Regions from separate parts of the Arachis hypogaea genome. Here region 2 is linked to region 1. The links are chromatin contacts, called in public Hi-C maps. All regions are on one chromosome and are shown on one strand. Each heading gives the region's core, a stretch centred on a gene start, on an enhancer-like site or on the middle of the called end of the contact. The rest is flanking DNA. Distances are from core to core; before and after follow the strand shown.

Evidence for each region. A called contact is a pair of places that touch in the nucleus more often than the background predicts.
Region 2: a contact with region 1 is called in a Hi-C map of leaf, with 2.0 times the contacts expected there. The contact joins the promoter of LOC112747788 here to the enhancer-like site in region 1. A contact is called at or near these places in 3 of 8 Hi-C or Micro-C datasets (leaf and an unstated tissue).

The regions. Positions count from the first base shown.
Region 1 is chr2:71,813,062-71,820,644 of arahy.Tifrunner.gnm2.J5K5, reverse strand. The region is part of intron 1 of LOC112726820; the gene reads left to right. Among protein-coding and RNA genes, the nearest start is that of LOC112726820, 8.0 kb to the left of the region's middle. Within about 2 kb of position 6,279, at least 1 of the 3 cell types and tissues checked has open chromatin away from gene starts, as enhancers often do.
Region 2 is chr2:72,033,524-72,040,957 of arahy.Tifrunner.gnm2.J5K5, reverse strand. LOC112747788 (putative E3 ubiquitin-protein ligase XBAT31) reads right to left here and starts at 5,162. Exons shown (of 8, transcript XM_025795977.3): 1 at 4,664-5,162; 2 at 4,511-4,570; 3 at 4,141-4,212; 4 at 3,731-3,852; 5 at 3,479-3,619; 6 at 3,275-3,382; 7 at 1,954-2,218; 8 at 599-1,407. The coding sequence starts at 4,867. The coding sequence ends at 1,039. It overlaps LOC112747797, which reads left to right. Exons shown (of 3, transcript XM_029292432.2): 3 at 1-400. The coding sequence ends at 203.

The DNA of each region.
Region 1 (7,583 bases), core at 5,030-7,529:
CCGGGTCACGGCAAAGCCATTATTGATTATGGCTGAGTATAAATGCATATATGATTAATGAATGAATGTGTTAAATGGATAATAGTGGAAGATGTTGAAATGTGATGTGTAACCCCGGGTAGTAGGCAGTGGCGTTGTCCACTTGCTCCGGGTATGAGACGGAAAAGGATGTTTATGATAAATGAGTTAATTATGGAGTTTTGAATGAATGTATTTGTGATACCTGGGTAGTAGTAAGGGTTGTGGTTCGTCCCACTTGCTCCAGGTTAATGTTTGAGATTTGATAACAATGAGGATTGATAATATGAATTGAGATTGAATGAATATATGTTTGAGATACCTGGGCAGTAGCAAGGGTTGTGGTTCGTCCCGCTTGCTCCGGGTTAATGCTTAAGATACCTGGGCAGTAGCAAGGGTTGTGGTTCGTCCCACTTGCTCCAGGTCAGAGATTGTGACGCCTGGGTAGTAGCCGCAGTAGTGGTGAATCCACTCGCTCCAGGTTGAGCTTTTAAACACCCGCCTGGGTAGTAGCCGCAGTAGTGGTTGTTCCACTGGCTCTGGGTTGAGCGGGTAGTAGCAAGGGGGTTGTAGCTCAAACCTACTTGTTCCGCAAGGGATGTTTCTGTCCAATGGTTAGCTACCAGGACATGTCGGGTTGGCTATATAACCGACAGATGATATCATCAGCCATAGGGCAGGCATACATCATTTGCATATGTTTGAATTGTTTGGGTTTGCCTATTTGTTTTGGATTTCTATATCATACATGCTATGTTACCTGATTACGTGCTACTTGTTCTACTTGTACCTTATTTGTGTATTACTTGTCTGTATTGCTTGTGTTTGTACAACTGAGAGATCCCTCATGTTGGTGTCGGTGGATGTTGGGGGCTGTTCTTGATGAGATGAATTGGTGATGCGATTGCATGATGATGATGATTTTTGAATGAGATAATTTGAGCCCCCTGGGTAGACGCAGTGATGTGATTTCACTAGCTCCAGGCGAGGGTATGATGTATTGATATAGAGTTGCTGAGACAGAACAACTGGTGATGGTTTTGCTTATGATTCTGAGTCTGATTCGTGTAAGAATCAGCGAGTTGGAAAACATGTGTAACATGAACTAGATTTAGTATCCCCTTACGACAGATGCCTATTCATGGATTAGTGAGAATCTAGGCTGGATACTTGGAGAAAAGGAGTTTAGGATGCTTAGTGAGTTTTTATTGCAGTGCATTGTATTTATTTGGCACTTTTACCGTACTGGAAACCCATGGGCCCGGGGTTCTCATTCTGTATATATCTCTTGTTTTTCAGATACAGGTTCAGGTGCTCAGAAGTGAGCTGCGGTTCGTCTGAGAAACGGCGAAGATATTTATTTCCTCTACTTTGTGTTTTCCGTAGAATCTCTCAACCTTTGTTTTGAAAAGATTATTTTATGTGTTGAACTCTTTTGGAACTTGCCTATAGAGGCTCTTATGTTTCCTTTGGGAGAGATTAGGATGTACTGTTGTCAGTTACTTTCATACTGTACCCTAGCCGGCCTAAACTTCGCGGGTCGCGACTAGTGGCTATTTACTTATATTATATATATCTATCTGTTATCTATCTCTTAATCTCCTTTATGCCTTGTCCATATATCGCTTTCGGCTTCACGTTTTATCTTTTCGTTGTCGAAACGTGAGTGATACGTCTTCGCGATTTTATTTCTACTCTTTTCAGGCTTCTCGATTAATACTCCTTTCGAAATTACCTATGTTTATATATTTAAAAATCCACCTGAGAGTCGTACCACCGTAATATCATTGAATTATGACTCGAGCAGAAGGATTTGAATATTAGGGTGTTACATTTTTCAAGAATTTTTTAGAGTGAGGAATGATAAAATAATTAAGTATAAATTAAAGCGATGAAAATTAACAAGAGGCTTTATGTAATTAAAATAGAAAGCCTTGACCCAAAGAAGATTAATCTGAAATTTTATCCTTGTTCGATTTCCCAAGATTAATTAGTAATAAGTTGTTGTTCCACTTGGTTATCCTTCATTAAATAAAGGAAAGTCAAGTTGAGAGCCAACTTCTATTCACAAGAAAATAATCCTTTTCCTTGGGAAGGGTTAGTGTTAGCAACTAGAAATCTAGCCAACAACTTCCAATTACCAATTAACTCTTGAGTATTCCAACTCTAGAGTCTCAAATATTAATCAACTCTGAAGTCAAGTTGGGATCTACTTGGTTAACATAAATGCCATTTTCATAAATCATAAAAGAAGTAAAGAGAGAACATGGTAATTGAAATTAACGGAAGCAATTAAACAAATAATAAAATTAAATGGAAAAAATACTCTTTGTATTAATAAATTAAAGGAACACTGAACCTGAAATTCAGAAGAATTTGAACAAAGATATCCTAAATTCTAAAAACTAAGAGAGAGGAGAGAGCCTCTCTCTCTAGAAAAACTATATCTAAAACCTAAAAATATGTGAATGAATGTTGTCTCCATGAATGGATGCATTCTCCCACTTTATAGCCTCTAATCTGTGTTTTCTAGGCAAAAAACTGGGTCAAAAACAGCCCAAAAATTGCTCCCAGCGATTTCTGATACATCCAGCACACGGCAAAGTCACGCGTACGCGTGGATTGAGTTTTCTCCACGTCACGCGTGTGCATGATCCACGCGTGCACGTCACCTATCTTCAGGAAATCTATGGCAAATTATATATTTTTGCGAAGCCCCAGATGTTAGCTTTCCAACGCAACTAAAACTGCGTCAATTGGACCTCTGCAGCTCAAGTTATGACCGTTTGAGTGCAAAGAGGTCAAGGCTGACAGCTTTGCAGTTCCTTCAGCTTCTTGTATTCCTTCCACTTTTGCATGCTTCCTTTCCATCCTCTAAGCCATTCCTGCCCTGTAATCTCTAAAAATACTTAACACACATATCACGGTATCGAATGGTAATAAGAGGGGATTTAAACATAGCAAATTTAATGCCAAAGAAGCATGTTCTCAATCATAGCACAAAGTTAGGAAGGGAAAATGTAAAACCATGCAAATAGTATGAATAAGTGTGCAAAGGCTTGATAAAGACCACTCAAATTAGCACAAGATAAACCATAAAATTGTGGTTTATTAATAAGATCTATGAAGGGGGTGAGAGCGGGAATGAGAGAGCAGAAGGTGAGAGTAGGATCAGAGAGAGAGGGCATGGAGTTTCTGAATCTAAAAAAATGCTAAAGGTATTTTTGGAATTTAAAAAATATTGAGGTGCTTTAGATTAGGTTTCCTATCTTTAATTTTAGAATATTCCTTTTTAAACAGAATATCTTGTTATCTTAGACACTTTTTTTTGCAGTAGGGACTTAATTAAAAAAATAAATGGTTTAGGGACCTAATTGAAAGAAAAAAAATATAGAGACTTAATAAAAAATTTGATTAAATTATAGGGACCTTCAAAGTAATTGAACCATTAATTAACGAGTCTCGAATGATATTTTTATTCCCATTTCTTCGACTTCCACTCGTCATCTTAACTTTTGGCTGATTATCTCAATTCTTTTAGTGATATCTCTTTCCTTGGAGATCTCAACCAAAATCTAACTATGGTTTCTTACTAATTTTTTTTCAAAATAATCTCTCAATGTATATAAAATATGTCTAGCATGCATACTTAAGATTTAGACCTACTTACCTTATTCAACTTGCAAGCCTAGTTGTTTGTGTGGGTTATATCGGGCAAGAATTTTGAGAATCTCTTTTGTATTGACTCTTTAATCAAAATAAAGACCTAGTTGTAAAAAATAACCTCTTATTTTAATTAATTATTTGATTTAAAGTTGAGAATTTGGATCAATGAAAATATTTCATTCTCCTTTTTTCTAAGAAAGATTATAAAATCATTAGTAAATAAGGTGTATGATGGAAGGGAATGTGGAAGCTAGCCTAACTCATGAAATCAATATTTTTTTTAACAGTATTCTTGAATATAGTGAAAATTTTAACCGATATAATAAATAGATAAACCTCTTTGGAATTTGATTGTCTCAAAGAAGTTATCATTGATCTTTATTTTATAATTGACACCTTTCACATAATCCATCATTAGGTTGAACCACTTTCTATTAAAACCAAAATCATTAATTACTTTTTCATGAGGTTTTTCTTAACTTATTATATGCTTTGTAATTTAACAAAATTATCTATTTATTCTCAAATTTTGTAGTGTTACTTTCGAATAAATTCCATAATAATATCTGAGATTCATGTCATTATCCAATTTGGTCTTTAAATCTCAATTTCACTATAGTGATTTTCCAAATCAAGTTTTGAATACCATAATAGTCCCTAGACTCATTCCAGTAATGAGTCAACAATTGTAGTAATAATGTAGTACTCTTGCCACGCTGGACGTTGTAATGGTTAGATAACGTAACCAAATTAAAATTTTAACCCAATTTGGTTGCTTCCCGTTATATAACACTAATTCATTCCCGTTCTTCTTCTTGAAGGTTTGTCCTCATCTGCACTTTTCAAGATATGAACTTAGTAGGGCTTAACAACATTATTATGAGTGATGGTGAATTGTGTGCTGAGTTGTAGCTCTCAACTCGGGCTAGTCAGTTGGTTCAACTTATTTGTCAAGCAATTCTCGAAACTGTTTGACATCATCTTCATCATAGAAAGCATAGAAGAAAGGGTTGCCACAACACATAGTGAAACTCAAACATAGATCTTGTGTAATTGAGGGTATATATTAACAATAGTATTATAAGAGTTAACATATATAATTATGTAAATTTAGTTAGTATTTTATCTTATTAATTAAGTACTCATTCGGTACTTTGATGTATATAGCTTGTTATACTAAGTTTATTAGGGTTTAGGTGTTTGGTGCTCTATGTAGTGAGTAAACTTGTATATATATATATATATAGATGATGGTAATAACAAAGAGTATGATTTTATCCCTCAACTATCTCTCTTTTCTTCTTTCAGAAGTTTTCTCTCATATGGTGCTTGCTCTACTTTTTCATTACTAAACTTTGCAAATTTGAATAAAGTTTTGTCATCTTGCGAGGTCATTTTGGTTGGCACTAATCATATCTCCCAAGTCTTATGATTACTATCATTCAAAGCAATATGACTTTTCAAAGTGTTAATTTCAAGCTCCCTCTCCATAAAAGAAACTATTTTTACCTATCTCTTAATAGTTGATTCAATGTCCATGTAAAATTTCTAGATAATAGTAGTAATGCAAACTTGACCTTATGGTAATTGGTGTGTGTACATTGTCTTTCCATTGAAGGTGTTTTTTTTCTTTCATTTATTTTCGTAGTAAATTAAATACTACTTTTCTCTTCTTCTAGATACCTATTATAAAAGAAATGGTTGCAATCAAAATGAAGGAAAAGGATCATAACACATGTATCTGCTAGCATGTTTCTGTCTTTGACATTTTAAGATTTATCATCTAATTTTTAGATTTTTTTAGCGTATTATTAGCTTTTAGTCCCTTCTTCAAGCATGCATAAAGCACACACGAACCCTCGTACAACATGTTTCCTGTCTTAAACTTTTTTCTAATAGATTGCTCGTGAACTTAAGATCATTCTTGGTTCTGAATTTTGCATGGCATATGAAGAAGCAATGAAGTATGGTGGCAAGGTGGTACTTGGAGATCGGCTTATTGAGGTTGGATGAATATTTATTTTGCAGTTTCATCTACCAAGACATAACTTTAATAAGAAGAAGAATGAATTAGGGTTATATAAACGGAGAGAGACCAAATGCTCAAAATTTTAATTTGGCCATGTCAGTTAGCCATTGTTGCATCCAACATGGCTACTGAGTGCCACATGATCACTATATATAATTGTTGACTGAAAAGGGGTCTAGGGATTATTATGGCACTACGAGAAAAAAGATTTGTGGCCACGCTTTTATGAGGGTGGCGATTGATTAGAAATTTGACCACGATTTTTCTTGTCACGCTTCAAAAGCGTAGCGAAAGAGGTCAATGGTCACGCTTATATGAGGGTAGCAATTGATTAGAGAATAGGCTATGCTTTGTTTGCCATGCTTCAAAAGCGTGGCCATAGAGAAAAACAGCCACGCTTTTGAAACATGGCAAGATGGTTTCATCGTGGTTATGTTTTAAAAGCGTGGCCATTTCCTGTAACTCTTTTGGCACACTTCAAAACCGTGGCCATAAGGTTCCCAAAAAAATCTTTCGTTCAGATATGATGAGTTACATTATTGCACACTTTGAAACTCTTTCTTCGAAACCCTAAACCCTTTTGTGCTTCTCACTAGCAAATAACTCTCATGCCTCACCCTAAACACTGATGGCACTCCGCAAATAACAACACTTTGATCAAAACCCCAACACTCCATGAAGAACCCCAGCATTCCGAAGAACATCGCCGGTGCTCGTAATGCCTTTGTCGATGCTCCCTTTTTCTAGCACTCCCATGCACAATCGCTACTCCCACCATAAACCCCTAACCCTCTTCTCGATGGTGACTTTCTCTAGTAGTGACTCCCTCGGTACTCACTGTCTCTCGCAAACCCTCCGTCGATGCTCCCTCCGCCACCACTCTCTTCCATCACTGCAAATCCCCAACCCCTTCTGCCACCGTTTCCTTTTGTCGCTCAAAAGAAACCCTTCCTCGTGCAGAGCCGAGCTGGTTTTGAGACCTTTGCTACCACTGTTATGTTTTGAGAGCTCGAAAGAGACCCTTCCTAGTGCAGAGCTCGAAAGAAACATTGCTTCAATGCTAGTTTGAGAGCTGGTAAACCCTATTTCTTAGCTTCAATGCTAATATTGGCTACTATATATACCACTATTATGCCTATTTACATATTTCAGATCTGTTTTCAGTTCACTCTTATCAACTTCTCAATAAGTAAAATTTTAATTTCAATAGTGAAATCTTAGTTTAAAACAAGGAAAAAATTATTGTTCATTTGGAAGAACTTTAGCCACTTACATTTCTAGTGTCACAGATCTGGACTAACATTTCTATTATTCCATCAGTTTATTGTCCGATCAATTCATTATACATTTTGCTAGATTTGATAATAATTCATTATACATTGTTAAAGTGGCTGCTGTTAATGGATCATGGATGTCTTAAACATAAAAAAAAATGTTGATGTGTTGTCCTTGTTGTTTGATTATAATGTAAATGTTTGATGTATTGCTGCCCTTGTTCTATGATGATCATGATGAGATATGTGCTTGTTTGATGATGATAAAGCTGCTGAATTCTATTCTTATTATGCAGATTTTAATGTTTGTCTTCATGAAAATAGTTTTTTTTTCATTATTAAACGGAAAAATTCTTCTATCTCACTCCATCATTATAATTAAGAAATAGATACTAGTTATTTACTCTACTTAATTTAGATAAAACTTTTTTTTACTCTGTACTTGTCTTCAAAGCAATAACAAAGAGTTTTTATATTACTCTGTGCTAGTAGTACACACAACTTAATATTATAAGTTTATAGCAGTGTTTATCATTATTTTGTGACCTAAAAGAAAAGGAAAAAAAAAAACAAAAAGGGAGGGGGAACAGAGGGGC
Region 2 (7,434 bases), core at 3,913-6,412, 220 kb before region 1:
ATCAAAGAAGGAACCAATGTCAAGAAATGTATGTACCTAATGATTTTGACACAATTCAAGATTCAAATTCACTATTTCATGGAGAACAAGTTGCTGTTCTGTCACCTGATTCAATGGATGAAGAAGAGGAGGCAAATAGAGAATGGGAACAAAGCAACAATAGATTTGGAGCAACAATAATTTTCCCTTGTTTATGTGGATAAACCATTTAATCTATTTGATCTCTTTACCCTTTTTCTTTTTAAAAAGTATATGATTTAATGATCCGGAGTTCTTTGGTTGTTACAGCATAATCTGAACTTCTTCACATGTTTGTTCATAAACTTCCAATGGAGTTAGAGACCTACATTTTATACTCAATTCAATCCAAAATTTGCTTCGGTTGTCGAGCCTCAAAAGATATTATATTCTCTAATGTTATTTGTTAAGAACTTAAAATAGAACTCATTAACAATAAAATTAATTGGAGTATTCTGCAAAGCAATAAACTATATTTTATGAACAGTCAAGATAAATATGTCAAGATCTTTCCAGTTTCCATATTACAATCTAGCAAGCAACCTTAAGGAATTGAAGTGAACATTTGAACATCAACAACTTTAATTCAGGTAAACACTTTTCTTCCAACCCACAAGGGTGATGAATGAATACAATCTGTTTTTGACTATTACAAATCCATAGAGGTTTACCACAATGGAGCTTCAAGGCATATTAATAACCTTAATATCATGAATACTATACTTTATAATTTGGTAAAAAAAAAGAGTAAAAGAAAAAAACAGAAATTCCTGGTGCCCCAAGTGCAGCCAACTGAATATTAGACTACAAAGACTCAACCACACCATTCAAGAATTCGGCTCACCTATTGTCTTGCATGATCTTAGCAATGATCCATCAGACAAGGCGAAAAAATTGAACTCGAATTTAATACTTAATGTAGCTATTCCTCAGCAAGTGTAGACCCATCACTCATAACAGTTTCCTTCTGTCATGGAGGCCCAAAAAATGACACCCTTATCGATGCTAAGCAATCCCCTCTCATTGTTTTTCGGCCTCAATCTTTCCAGAATTGCGCCCAGCGATCTTTCCAAAGGAGCCCATGGCTGACAAACTCTTGAAGCTGCTGCTCCCTTCACTGAAGTTTGATTTTCTAGACCTTCTTGGCTTTGTAGGGTTGGACTCAGCTTCTGTTTCACTGCTAGTCTTGATTTTGGCAACAATTAATTGAAGAATGGCGCCTCGGCAAAATGGACAAGCAGGACCGGTGGCGCAAGTCGTGGCTGGATCGGGCTTCTTGTGGCAGCAAAGTGCAAGGGTGCAATGAGCACACATTTGATGGCCACAAGGTCTGACCTCAATTGTACATGCTTGGTCAAAACATATACAGCATAATTCCATATTGCTTTCCTTTATGAGTAGTATATAACAAGAAATAATTAAGTCATTACTTATTACTTGTTTTACAGGGGGAAAAAACTTAAATATATGTAAAGCAAGAAAGTATTTGATTATGCTCAAGTTCAAGCATTAACAAAACATTTTATTGTTTCAACAAGGAATCGGATTAACCTGATCAAGATTCTTGGGAAGTAGAATCAATTATCAAAATGTTAAAGAGATACGCAGAAGTTATCTTAAATCATAACAAGATCTGTGGAAAGTCAGTTGCCTATGTTCAAGTGGTGCACACTTGGATCTGAATGATTAAAAGTACTGAGCATAAAGAACTACAAGTAGATATTAAAGAAAGAAAAAAAACTCCAATAGTTTTAATGCTATGCACATAATCTAAAGTACTTATAAGAACCAAAATTTAGAATGGCAGGGACTAAACAATAAAAAGGAAACATAAGCGACCAAAACCCAAACAAAAATTTTTATAAGGAGCAAATAAAATGACTTAAATGATAAATTTATTAGGACTAGATACATATTAGAATAGGTAAGTTGTACCTCAGAGTCGGAAGCAATATCATCATCATCTTTGCTTTCCAAATGCAATATTGATGGCGGTCTATCCGCCTCCTTTAACAGAGTCTTTTCTCTCTCCTTGTTAGCTTCTAGCAAGGCCTTCTCCAGTAAAGCCTTTGCTTCCTGATTGAGCTCGCTGATGAACTTTAACGGGGACGGCCAAACAAGTGGCGCTGCTGATGAAGGATCAAGAAGGGCAGCACATGCCTTGTGCTTGTGCTTAAGAGCAACTGTGAATGGTATTCTCCTGCAACGAGTTGTTTGTAACAAGATCAAAATAAGATCTTAATGTGGTTGTTAGTGATTTCATTGAATAAGAACTCAAGGAAAATTCGAATAAATACTGTATTACTTATTAAACAAATATTTATAACCATATTGGAGTGAATAGAACACAAAAGTAAATAGTGAAACAAAGAAGCTTTTAATATAAGGCCTATTGTTACTTTAGCTAAGAGCACTGCTGTATCGGACAAAAAATAGAGTGTTAACTTCTCCAGTTGTAAGTTTAAGAGCTTTGTGTTACAAAAAGAGTATTATAAGTTTAAGCACCAAGTTATGGAAAATGTACTATCAACAATACATATACTCATGTTTTGCGTGTTTCTTGCTGGTTTATTCAGCTAATCAATTTCAGCTTTAAAGTATGAAATCCCAAAGGTTCTAGAAGGTGATTTGTTAACCAATAAATCAAATTGCATAGTGTCAAACAGTTAAATTTTAAGTCAAAAAGTGAGGCTTGTTGGTTTACTTTATTCCTTATTAAGCATAGAGTGAAATTAACATTCAAACTTTGCACGCAACTACTTTCAAGTTGACATATCATTTAGTGTTTCCCTGTATTCAATGGTATTAACATAAATGGAAATGATAATTACCTGGTTTCTGAGAGCTAAAACATAGTTAGTAAAATGTCGGTAGGGGGTTGAGTATGGTTTATTTCAATACATTTGTTACTTTTTGTGATTAAATTACAAGTATTTCTTTCGGAGGTGTTTTGTTTTTTTTTTTTTTGGTTTTTTGTTTATAAGTAGTTCAGAGAAACTCAACCTGCCTAAAGAAGCAGGGACAATCCATCACACAATACTTGCAATAAAAAAACATCAAAAGATATCAAGAACTCATAAATATATGAAGACATTAGGGATAGAAACGTCTTTGGAGAACGAGGCAGAGACAAAATAAACTACAAGAATATCCCTATCAACGCTACCTGAGAGATAATTCAGTACATAGTTCGCTAGTCGGAGAATATGGTCTGCAATATGCAAGTAACTATAAACTGGAACAGGAAACTTCTTACCCAGAAGAATCTAATTGCAGCCTATCTGCTCCCCGAGCAAGCAACATCCGGACACAGTCCACGGAGCCACCACGGGCAGCCATATGAAGCGGCATACTCCCAGGGTAACTGCAGAAAACCTTGATCAATGATACAATACAAATGAAAAAATTGCCAACATCTACCTATGATATATACTAATCATATAACTTTCAATATAATTACCCATATCCACCAGTTGAAGCACAAACAAGAGCCCCATTATCCAAAAGGGTGTGAAGACACTCAGGCCGCCTTTGACGAGCAGCAAGGTGCAGTGGGGTGGCACCATTTCCATCTCTTATATTCACGAATCTGGCGAAACCCCTGACAATGCAACATTTGAGCAATTCTAAATTTAGTGGCATTCAGTTTGCCTTATTTTGCACCCGAATTTGAGGGATATGAAACAGAGAGTGAGAGAGAAGTGAATCTAACCATGAATCAGCAACAGGTGTGGAATGAGCAGCAGAAAGAATAGCCTTAAGGCAGTCGGCATGACCGTAATAAGCAGCATAGTGCAAGCATGTTCGTCGTCGCGAAGAGTCAAACATCAATATCTGAAACGATACACACAATTAATACCATTCATCAAATTGTGTAATCTATCCTATGATAAAAAAGATCACCACCACTCCAAGGGATTTCGTATTAACTTATTTAGTCCCAATCTCTCCTTTTCTTCTCTTATCTCTCAAAATTCTCAACAAAGATCTTTCGCCTGAAAAGTTAATTCGTTTCAATATAAACTAATCCAAACATAGACTATATTTCAATTTTTTCTCTTTAAAAACAAATAAAATAAAATAAAATAAAATAAACTAATAAAGTAATAAAGCATAACATACATTAGCTCCAGCTTGAATAAGCTTTTCTAAACAACCAGTCCTTCCATTCATCGCAGCCAACATTAATGGAGTCTACAAGCAAAACGCAACAAAAAAGAATCAGAATCAAATTAAAATCTTCGAAATTTCAACATTCATAAAAAGATTCCAACTAGAAAATCATCAGAAACCATCAATCCTGAACTCTATGACTTAAACACCGCATTGAGCTTACTTTATTTGATCCCTGACTGGGATATTCAAAGTTTTTTGACCAAGACTAGAATTGACTCCTCCACACTTATTTAAAGGAGGATGAGAAACCTTATTTGTTTACTCAATGTGAGGATCATAAAATAAAAAAATAAAAAATAACTTATAATTTACAAACCTGTTTATAGCGGTTCAAGATGTCTGCTTTAACATCTCGCTCCAGCAACATAGAAAGAACCTAAATCAAAATTAAAAATAAAGTTAAGTAACAAACAAGTAAATGAGAACCATGAACAAAACAAAAGACAAGAAAATAAAAAGAAAAATGAACCTGGATTCTCCCATTGGCAGCAGCTACATGAAGAAGTGACAACCTTGCACGGCCATTGGAGTGTTCTAAGAGAGAAGGGTGTTCCTTCAACATAGCTTCAACAATCTCCAACTCACCATCGGCAACTGCGCCAAACAGTGCAGCAACACTAGCCTTCTCATGGCTGTTGTGGTGATGATTGGTGCAGCTATGGCTTTGACCCATTTGCCCCCACTCTCTCTCTCTTTACCTCTCCTCGATCTCCGCAACTTGATGATCAGCTCTTTGTGAGCTAGCGGAGAGGTGATCCCGAAGTTCCACCACGCGCCGCCGTGCACGGTGGTGGTGGAGGATGGTAGTTGAGTTTGGTGGGAAGAGGGAAGGTGTGGATTTGATGAATGAGTGAGTAGTAATATTGTGAGTTGCCTCGTGGCTTGGACTTTGGACTAGCCCGCCGCGGTTTCGGGCAGCCTGACCGAACTCTGCATCAAACACTTTATTATTTGTTAATCTCCGTTCATACTTCCCACTTGACCCTCCACTATTTTTAACTTCTTTTTCTTTCTTTTAATTAAATAATAAATACAATACTTTTATATGGTAAAACTATATCAAATATTTTTTTTTTTCAAAATTAGGAACAACACTCGAATTTTATAGGTGAGTAAAATAATAAATACAATACTTTTATATGGTAAAACTGTATCAAATATTTTTTTTTTAAAATTAAGAACAACACTCGAATTTTATAGGTGAATATAAAGGGAATATATTATTTGAGTTATAATTTATTGGCATAAAAATTATTTTTTTAGTAAAAAAAATTACCAAAAAATTTTATCATGTATAATACATATTTTTTATAAATTTAATAAAAATTTTCATTTTTTACTTAATTCTATTTTTTATTAAAAAACTTCTTATTTTATATACGCTGCTTAATAAGTTCTAATTTTTTACTATTCTAATTTAAAATGTCACAATCGAATTACTTTTTTGTATATCTTGGTATATATGAAAATGTTAATTTCTATAATCTAACTAAATTTATTTTTTTAATTTGCTTTTATATATAAAAACAAATTGCTTTTATATAACGGTCATGAATTAATTAAAATATAAAAATTAAAAATACATACATATATATATATAATGAATATATTATTATATTTAATTATATGTTAAGAATTATATTTTTCATAAAATGAATAATTCCAAATAATTTTAATTAAATTGTAAAAACTCAAAAATAATAATTACCATATTTAAAAGATATTACATATTAATAAAAATAAATTTTAAAATAACCTAATTAAACATAACATCATTAAAAAAATCACATGATATATTTAAAACATTACACAAATAAAATAATAACTAAGACAGCACAATATTAAACCTGATAAAACTCTAAACTTAATTTATTAAAATTGTGAAATTGCCAGATATTCTCAACAACTTGTAATTCTTGATGTTTTGTACTTGTTTCGACGTCATTAAATCGATAAATTTTTTTTAGTATATTTGACAAATTTCTAATAATAAAAGTAAAAGTACTAAAAAAATAAAAAAAATCTTTTTTTAGAAGATACAATTTACATCTTTTTTTAAAAGATTTTTTTCTTAAAATAAAAAAGATGTTTTTCACATAATAAATGAACAAAAACTACTTTTATCTTATTTTTTCCAAACATAATTGATAAATAAAAAGATTTTTTTACATGAGATATTTAAACATAAAATCACTTTTACTTTTATAAAGATCTTTTAAAAAAATATCATTTAAAAAATATCTTTTTTTAGAATGGCGCTCAAACAATATTAAATTATCTTCGTGTAACTCCGGTTGTAAAAATACCATTGTCGACATGGTGATGAGAAGGGAATTTAGTACCGTATATGCGTTTCTTTCCTCTTCAACAATCATATTATGCAATATGATGCAAGCTTTCATTAATTTTTGAAGCTTTATACTAGACCATAAATGATTGTGAAACAAGCTTGTAATACTCCAAATGCTCATTCTACATTCTTCAGATGTCCTTCTTGAGATTGTGCAAACAAGTTTTGTTTATCTCCTTGTAGTCGGGATATTATTTTAACAAATACTATTCATTCAGGATATATACATTTGATAAATAGTATCTCATATTGTATGAGTTATCATTTATAGTGTAGTTTATCTATGGAGCATGACCTTATAAAACATCATCAAACACTAGTAAACAATTTAACACATTGATATCATTATTGAAACCAACAACTCTAAAAAAAGTATGCCATATCCAAAGGTAAAAGATGCAACAACTTCAAGTATAATAGTGAGAACATACATTTCCAAGCTTTTGGATAATTTTTCTACTTCCAATACATGCAGTTAATGCTTCTCATAATACCTAAAAAGTGTAAGAACCCGCATTTTCACGTAAAACCGTTTTAATAAAATAATTTTAGTGTCCGGAATAAATTCAAAATTTAGAAGTTTTAATTTAAAAATAAAAATGTGAAATTTGATTTTAGTGAATTTTTCTGAATTAGAAAATGTACCTTTTCAAAAGATTTTTGTAAAAATGCGTACTAGTGCTTAAGTTGGCAGTACCGGCTCTAGACTATCCAGTACTGCGTATTTTGGAAAATAATATTTAGAAAATTGATTTGTTGTTTTGTAAGGACAAAAATAATTTTAGAATCGAAAACCGAACACTAATCTTAAAAGATTTGGCCCAAAGTGGACCAAACAGACAAAAAACACAAACGGATTGGACCAGGCCCAAAGTTCAACAGATATAAGC